Linked DNA regions of Sus scrofa: all the other regions are linked to region 3. The links are chromatin contacts, called in public HiChIP or PLAC-seq maps. All regions are on one chromosome and are shown on one strand. The core of a region is the stretch at or near the end of the contact, and the rest is flanking DNA. Distances in the headings are between cores, read along the strand shown.

Evidence for each region. HiChIP or PLAC-seq counts read pairs in DNA pulled down with a chosen protein or histone mark.
Region 1: an H3K27ac HiChIP or PLAC-seq map of alveolar macrophages shows a contact between it and region 3. The contact joins the promoter of ULK4 here to the enhancer-like site in region 3. A contact is called at or near these places in 1 of 5 promoter capture datasets (fetal skeletal muscle), 4 of 47 Hi-C or Micro-C datasets (heart right ventricle, liver, mesenteric adipose tissue and 1 more) and 2 of 2 datasets of contacts at active chromatin or transcription factors (alveolar macrophages and skeletal muscle).
Region 2: a contact with region 3 is called in an H3K27ac HiChIP or PLAC-seq map of skeletal muscle. The contact joins the promoter of TRAK1 here to the enhancer-like site in region 3. A contact is called at or near these places in 3 of 5 promoter capture datasets (fetal skeletal muscle, liver and skeletal muscle), 16 of 47 Hi-C or Micro-C datasets (adipose tissue, alveolar macrophages, embryonic fibroblasts and 8 more) and 2 of 2 datasets of contacts at active chromatin or transcription factors (alveolar macrophages and skeletal muscle).

What each region holds. Positions count from the first base shown.
Region 1 is chr13:25,750,129-25,752,828 of Sscrofa11.1, forward strand. It overlaps ULK4 (serine/threonine-protein kinase ULK4), which reads right to left and starts at 1,337. Exons shown (of 38, transcript XR_002337917.1): 1 at 1,147-1,337.
Region 2 is chr13:25,771,913-25,774,612 of Sscrofa11.1, forward strand. It overlaps TRAK1 (trafficking kinesin-binding protein 1), which reads left to right and starts at 1,433. Exons shown (of 17, transcript XM_021071690.1): 1 at 1,433-1,604.
Region 3 is chr13:25,841,322-25,844,021 of Sscrofa11.1, forward strand. All of the region lies in intron 2 of TRAK1 (trafficking kinesin-binding protein 1), which reads left to right. Among named protein-coding and RNA genes, the nearest start is that of TRAK1, 69 kb to the left of the region's middle. Within about 2 kb of position 1,325, at least 22 of the 83 cell types and tissues checked have an H3K27ac peak or open chromatin away from gene starts, as enhancers often do. A contact at or near this core is called in adipose tissue, alveolar macrophages, liver and 2 more, where this site is marked.

The sequences.
Region 1 (2,700 bases), core at 87-2,586, 91 kb before region 3:
CCTGAAATTAACATAATACATCAATTAACAAAGTGGCTTTGACAAGGGTGGGTTTATTACCATCAGCAGGTCCCCTCTGTGAGGGCCCAATTTTTTTAGAGTAAAACAAAGAATTGGATCAGATGATCTTCTAAGTTGTCTTTCAAATTTGAAATCCCCATGACCTTTGAGATTCTTTTTGACTCAATCCTCAAATGTTCCTCAACTGAAACTTCCTAAGAAGCGTTTTTTAAAATCTGTAACCTCTTAAACTGTAAAATAAAACGTCTCTTTTAATCTATAAATTCACCTAGGTATATATGTACCATCTGAGAAGACAGAAGTCAGAAAAATAACGTATTTGAGAAATTGAGGTATTTAAGATTCAGGGGCCATGACCTACTCTCAACGAACTCTGAAACAGACTAGGTGGTAGGGGCACGTTGATAAAAATTGGAACCCTTTTCCTTCAGATCATTAACTCCCACACTAGCGGCATCAGCAGCGCTCAGGAACTTGGCAGAAATGCAAATTCTTGGCCCGGGCCCAGACCTACTGAATCGGAAACTCTAGAAGCGGGGCCGAGCAATCCGTGTTTTAACTCGCCCTCTCGTTGCGCAGCTATCTTCGAAAACCGCAGGCCAAGTCAACCTTACCCGAGGACACAAAAGGTGGCAGGCACTACGCTAAGCACTCAACAGGTGCTCCCCCTCCGCACTTCACCGACCGAATCAACTGCAGGCTTTGAGCTCGGGGACCTCGAAAGTGCAGGCTCTAAGTCGCTACGTAAACACTCCCTCCTCCCCAACCCCAAGTAGCTCGCCGCCAGCAAACGGGCTGCTTTCAGTGCCTTCTCCAAGTCCACCGACACCCGGGAAGCTAAGCCTGAGTTTTAAGAGCCCAAGTTTTAAACTGCGAACTCGGGCGTCTGTACAGCGCAACTCGCGAAACAAGGGGTGTCCCGTGTACCCTGAACAAAAAGTTGTGTAGAGTTTAATACAGCACAAAGCAGAGCCCGAAGAGAGGGGGGGTGGGGGGGTGCACAGGGTCCGCCCAGAGGGGGACGGTAGCTGGACGGCTCCCCTACAGATCTGTAATCGCTCCAGCGAACGCTAAGAGAGACCGGAACCCAGATTCAGCGCCCCTAAAGCCTCCACTGCCACTCACCTGCTCACCAGGTGGGGAGAAGCCGCAGGTCCACCAGACCGCTGCAGCGAGTGCGCGCGTCTTAGCCCCCACCCCTCAGGACGAGTCCACTGGTCAAAGCCAGGGACGAAGTAATGGAGCAAGGCGGGACGCGCAGAAACAGCGTGAAACCTTACAGGTCCATCACCCCTTCGCATTTGGATTAGGCCTGCACGTCTCCAGGGCAGCACGCAGAACGCCGGAAGGAGCGCTGGCTGCTGATTGGCTGATCAGTATCAGTTCCTATTGGCTGGAGTCTGGAAATGAAGCCGCTAGGCACCTCCCTCAACAACAACGGCCTTGCTCCCTGCGTTAGGGCTAGTCCACCGACCGACCCTAAATTGCGGTAGAAAATGCTTGGGGAAACCCGGCTCAGAGCGTGGCCTCTGGCCTTGCGAGTTCCACCCACCTCCGCGTTTGGATTGGCCCATCACGTCTCCTGGGCAGCACTCAACCGTGGAAGGAGCGCTAGGGCTGCTTTTGGTTACTGGTGGCTGCGGCACGGAATTGGGTGGCTGGGACCGAGAGTTGGTCCACCCTGACGGGGGTGGGACTGGAGTTTGGGTGGATCGAGGGGACTTTCGTGGGCAGTAGTTGCATAGTTGGTGGCAATGCAGTCCTGGGCCCTCGTCATTTTTCCTGCTCCCACTGTCCTCCGTTTCCTTCCATCGTTTTTCTTATGCCCTCTGGAGCTCAGATGGACGCGGCGACATAATGTGGGTAACAAATGTCTCCTCACTCTTTAGAAAGGAGTAGGCTGTGGATTATCTTCCTTCTTGTACATGAAAAAAAAATAGATCAGATCCTCTGATCTCAATTTAGTTGCTTAGGACTTTCAAAGATCCACGCCCTCAAATAGCAACTGCCAGGCACGTTAGCACCAGCTCCCCTTTCCTTCCACTAGAGTTAGCGCAGTGTTTCTCAACTTTAGCATCAGAATCAGCTGCAGTGCTGGTTAAAACAAGCTCCACACCTACCCACAGAATGTTCGATTCTGTAGATCTGGATGAGGCCCTAAATTTTGCATTTCTATCAAGTTAACAGGTGATGTGGATCTTGCCATAAGGGACCGCGTTTGAAAACCTACCTGGAGGAACTCTGCCTCTCTAATGGCAGGTTATTACCTCTCCTATTTACTTTCCTTCTCAGGAATCTTATTAGCCGTTATTGTCAATTTAATAGATTTGATGTGGGAAAAAATCCTCATGGAACAATTCCTAATTAATCAAGACTTAAAATGAAATTGGAACTAGTTTATTCCAAGCTTGATAGCCTTAGCATTAATGTCAGAAACAATATCAAATCCTGGTGCTTCTTAGCCTACATTTTTTGGATGCCTCCAGAGAACACATGTTCCTGTCAAGAGAGCTAAAATGTGTGCATGTGCATTTTTCTGGATGGGAATCCATGGTTTGATCAGATTCTCAAAGGTACCAATGATCCAGCAAAGTTTAAGAACTCCTGCTAGAGACAATTTTGAGACAATATCATAAACACAAGCTAGAAAGTACATGGACCCAGCTCATTAACCACTAC
Region 2 (2,700 bases), core at 183-2,682, 69 kb before region 3:
AACTCCTTGACCATTTTTTTTTTTTTTTTTGTAATTGAAACTTTAAGGAGATAATTATAGATTCACATCAGTCATGAGAAATAATACACTTACTAATAATACACTTTGCCCAACTTCCCCTGATAACGTTTTGCAAAACTTAATATGGTATCACAACTATGATATTGACATTCATACAATCCACCTATCTTACTCAATTTCCCCAGGTTTACTTGTACTTATGTGTAAGTTCTGTATGAATTTTATCACCTGTTTCTAAAGTCACAAGTACTAAAAGCAGAAATAGACCTGTGTTGTCCATTTATACCACTTCTTGCCTTCCTCCCATCTCACCTCATCCCCTACTTGGTGACTTTTCAAAATCCTTTTATTTGGAAATAATTTCAAACTTACAGAAATGTTCCAATACATCCTACAACCAGATTCACTAAGTGTTAACATGTTGCCCATTTACTTTATCGTTTTTTCCTTAGCAGCATATTTTTTCCTGAATGGCCTGAAGACAGGTTGCATACATCATGCCTCTTTTCCTCTTTACAATACTTCACTGTGTATTTCCAAGAATAGGGATATTCTTGTACATGACCACAGTACAAGTCATCAGCATCAGCAAATCTAACATTGATTTAAAACTTTAATCAACTATCAGGATTCCGATTCCAATTTTATCCATTAGAATGTCCTTTATAGCATCCTTCTCCCCACCTCCTCCAGAATCCAGGTTAGGACCAGGTATCACACTGAGTTGTTATGACTTTTTAGCACTCTTTAATCTGGAACATTTCCCAAGCCTTCTTCTGCGACATTGACATTCTTGAAGAATACAGCCGTTGCCCATTTTTAATAGATATTTCCTCATTTGGGGTTTGCCTGGGGTTTCATTATCCTTAGATTCGGGTTATACATTTTCCCTGGAAATACTGCATAGGTGATGTGTTCTCCCAGCATGACCTGCTTTTACTGATGATGTGGATTTTGCTGCAGGTCAAGGTGCTGTCCCTCTGCCCCTTTGTATATTAAATATTTCTCTTTCTACTAATAAGCCTAAACCAACTATAGGGAGACACATTAACCCAGGCAAATACCTGCTCCCCCAATAAATCCTCCCTAGGGTTAGCATCCATTGATGATTCTTGCCTGAACCAATCTTTACTGTGTACTTTTGTCTCTTCAAGTCTTGGGGTACTGGAAATCAGGTTTTCTCAGGTTTGGTTTCCTTGGGTCTTCGGTTCTGGTCTGCGTCTTCTCCAGGTCTTCCCAATGTCCTCTGTGACCTTTGGGCAGGGACGAGGTCAACGCTGTAGACTCAGCAGCCTCAACTGGAAATGAGGTCATGTGTTCCCAGTTAAACCGTCCAGCGGTGATTTGCATAATAGAGTAAGTAGCCTGTGAGCACTTACTTCCTGGATCATTTCCTGATCCCCCACACCTCTGTCCCCCTCCCTCTTTGGTGGCATTTTGTTCAGACTGCTCATCCATATTCCCCTCATCTCCTGGCTCAGTTCCACCCCGGCTTAAGTCTAAGGGTTGCCTTCCTAGGGGACGGCCTGGCCTGCAGGAACGGAACGCCTGGACTTACACTGCGTTCGTGGCAAAGTATCCGCGTGAGTTCCCTAAGACTGGCTGGACTGACATCGAGACGGGCTAGAAGTATATAAGCTCTCGTTTGGGGCGCGGGTGGTGGAGTGCGATAGCTTGTCACGAACCAGGTATTTTTCCAGGGGCTTCTCCAGGCCTAGATCGGGTAAAGGCTCTGGAGCGGGCCACCTGCCGCGACCGGAGAGGTAGGAGGGGCGCGGCTCCGGAAGGCTGGGGCACACTCCCGGCGGGCGTCCTGGAGGGCCACCCGCAGGTGGCGGCGCTGGCCTGCGGGCGGGGCCGGGGAAGGGGAGGGCTAGACGCGCGTCGGTTGGTGACGGCAGCGCGGAGGGGAGGTGCGAAGCGCCCGCCCGCTGAGAGCCATGGCGAGAGGCCGCGCAGCGGCGCCCGCTTCAGTACCCCGGTCCGCAGCAGCGCCCCCGCCCGCCGCCCCCGGGCCCACCCGGCCGCCGCCCCCGTGCACCCCAAGCCCCTGATCGCTGCGCGCTGTGAGCCAGGCGCCCCGGGAGAGGGGCCGCGCGCGGGAGGGCGGCACGGGAGGGAGCGCGCGGGAGCCCGAGCGCCCCGACGACCCCCGCGTCCCGGAACCCCGGATCTCTAGCTGGGAGCGCGAAGTCGGCGGCCGGGCAGCATCAGGAGGAGGAGACGCCAAAGCCCAGCCCGCCGTGTGCGCCCTGGTGCCGCCCGGCCGCCTGCTGTGGAGGGAACCAGAGCCGCCGGGCGGCCCGGGCCGGGCCGAGGACACCGAGGAGGAGGCAGCCAGGAGTGTCGATCGCCCGGGCAGCCCTGCGCCGGAGGCTCCCGGGGCCGCGCCTGCTACGGGGCTGCACTCCGCGCGCCTCTAGAGGGTAAGCCCGTGGACCGCTGACTTGTTCCGGCGCATCGGCCCCGGGGATGGGTGGAGAAGGACACGAGTGTTCTAAGAGTGTCGGTGCTTGATGTGGTGGCGGCGGGAAGGGCCGGGCGCGGAGATCCTGCTAGGGCAGCACTCCTCCCGCATCGGCCGCACCTGGTGCCCATTGTGTACCGTGTTGGTCACGCCGCGTGGCCTGGATTCTGGGCTCCGGCACTCCGAAGTGACAGTGAGGCGACCTTCAAAGA
Region 3 (2,700 bases), core at 75-2,574:
GTTAGGTTTCGAATCTGATAAATATAACTCTACTTTTTTTTCGGGTAACTCAGGCTGTCATAACTGCAGGCTTGAACTCCATTGCTCAATGCTGTTTTTTTCCCTATTTAAGTGGGGATTTGTGGTGAGAAGAAATGGGAAGGAGCAAGTCTGAATTTGAGAAGGGCCTGGGAGTCTTCTGGTTGCCTCTTCTCCCTTTGTCCCAGGCATGGAGGGAGGGAGTGGGCCTTCCCCAGGCACGGCTGCAGCACCACCTAGTGGGCCAGGGAAGCACTAGCAGCAGGACTGGCAGCCTTAACCTAGAGACCAGACACCTGCAGTGCCCTGGGTTTGCAACTTTTGAAGTGGAATGGAAGAAAGAGGAGTTAATTGTCTAGGGAGTCTTGAGAGGTAAGGCAGGCAACTTCAGATGTGTGGAACAAAAGAAATCTCTTCCCATCCCCTCTCTTGCCTAGTTCCATCCCACCTTTGTTCCCATCGGTTGTTTGCTAGAGTTAATTCCGGAAGTTGTTTTTGTAAGGGAGGGTATTATGAAAGCCAAGTGTGGTCACATCTTTTTTGTTTAGAATACCTGCTAGGAGATTCTGACGGTGATGGGATTTTAGTCTTATGTGGTGAACTTTATAGTTACATTTGCCCTTTAGGTTGAATGAGATTAAGATGAAGGTTGGCACTGATACACATATTAACTGATTGTAAGTTCTTTGCCTATATTTAAAAATATGCTAAGAAAGTGTGTTTAGAAACTGGAGTTCCTGCTGTGGTGCAGTAGAAATGAATCAGACTAGGAACCATGAGGTTGCTGGTTCCATCCCTGGCCTCACTCAGTGGGTTAAGGATCCAGCGTTGCCATGAACTGAGGTGTAGGTCACAGATGCGGCTCGGATCTGACTTTGCTGTGGCATAGGCCAGTGGCTACAGCTCTGATTCAGCCTCTAGCCTGAGAACCTCCATATGCCACAGGCAGCCCTAAAAAGACAAAAAAAAAAAAAAAAAAAAAAGGCGTGTGTCAGGTTTTACTGTAGAAATGCTGGGTAACAAATGACTCCCAAATCCACAGTGGCTACTGCAATGCTAATTCCGTGCTCCTGGTCATGAGTTACAGTGCCTGGGCTTCAGTTCAGGTCTTGAACTTGCTGCACTTGTCTCATTTGAAGATTTGGGCTGACGGATGCAGCTGTCTGGGACCGTGCTCTTCTCCTGGCAGAGGACAGGAGCTCAAGGGGACAAATGCAGCCACACGGGCACATTCACAGCCTACGTGTCTGGTTGGACATGCAGTAAGTGATGTCAGCTCATATTACATTGGCCAAGCAAGGGAAGTTGCATGGCCCGGCTCAAGGTCACAGAGTGGTGAAATAGTTTGTTCCCAGTGAGGCATAGCCAGGGTGGGGAGTGAGGGAAGAACTGTGAATAAAATGAACAAACAGCCTGCATTTTAGGAGATCCTTAAGGAGCAGAAGTGGCCTTGAGTAGCTCACGGGCACAGATGGTCTTCAGAGAAGCCTCACGTCAGTGACTCTAGGCCCTTTGCTCTGCTGGCCAGGGGACTGGGTGGGGGTGGGTGGAGGAGGGACATGGGCTCCAGAGGCCTAGAGCAGGGACTGCTCCCTAAAGGGCCGGAGAGTAAATATTTTAGGTTTGTGGGTTCCATGATCTCTGGTGTTGTAGCTGACAGCATTTGCAGACGATAGGTAAAGGAATGCGCATAGCTCTGTTCCAGTGCCGTTTTTATTTGTGAAAACAGGCAGGGGCGTGGGGAGGGCTGAATTTTACTGTGGGCTGTAGTTGGTAGCCCCCTGGTCTAGACCTTCGAGCCCTGATCTGTATCAGGACATCAACTTAACGGTAAGAGAGAAATATTCCTTTTTAGCTGGGAAGCCAAAAAAAGAAAAAAAAAAAAATTCAAAGGGCTGTTGAGTCCAGTAATACCCTATCCACGCAGCATTGCTAGGCCGTGAGGAGTTGTTCCATCTCATTGGATTCTCCGGGCAGCCAGAGCTTTTTGTTTCTAAGCATGGAATGTCATTTTGCTTAACTCATTTTCAGTAGATACGGCTGTGAAAGGTATTAGAAATTCCTTGGGCTTTCCAAGGACGATGGAGAAGACAGTTTAACCTTTCAGGTGGACTCAGCTGCATCTTTCATGCACAGTGTTTGGCGGGAGGTTTGGAGATGTGCCCAAGGGTGGTAGGTGTGCGGGCAACCTTTTTCCACATTCCTTATGGTTGCATTTTGTATGTGTGAGTAACCGCTTCATTGAGATAGAATACCATATAATGCGTCCATTTATAGTGTATGATTTGATGGTTGTCAGTATGTTCACAGGGTTGTGCAATTATCAGCTCAATCAAATTTTGGAAGATTATCATCACCCCAAAAAGATACTCCAGGCCCTTTAGCTATCACCCATCAATATATTCACCTGTCCCCCTACGTGGCTGCGTTCTTAATAAGCTTTCAGTAAGTTACCTCTTGGTTTCCGCTGCCCTTCTTTTTCTTGGCTCTAACAGGTCCATTCCTGGCCTTGGAGAGCTGAGCAAGGGATGTTCTTGGGAGGTCACCCAGGCTGTTCAAGTGCAGACCTAATTAACTGATCCTGACGCTACATCACCTGATGAGATAACATATTTTTCCTTTATTATAGCTTTGTATTTCTTCATTTGTATTGTGCTTTGTAGGAGGTTATCCTTTGTAGTT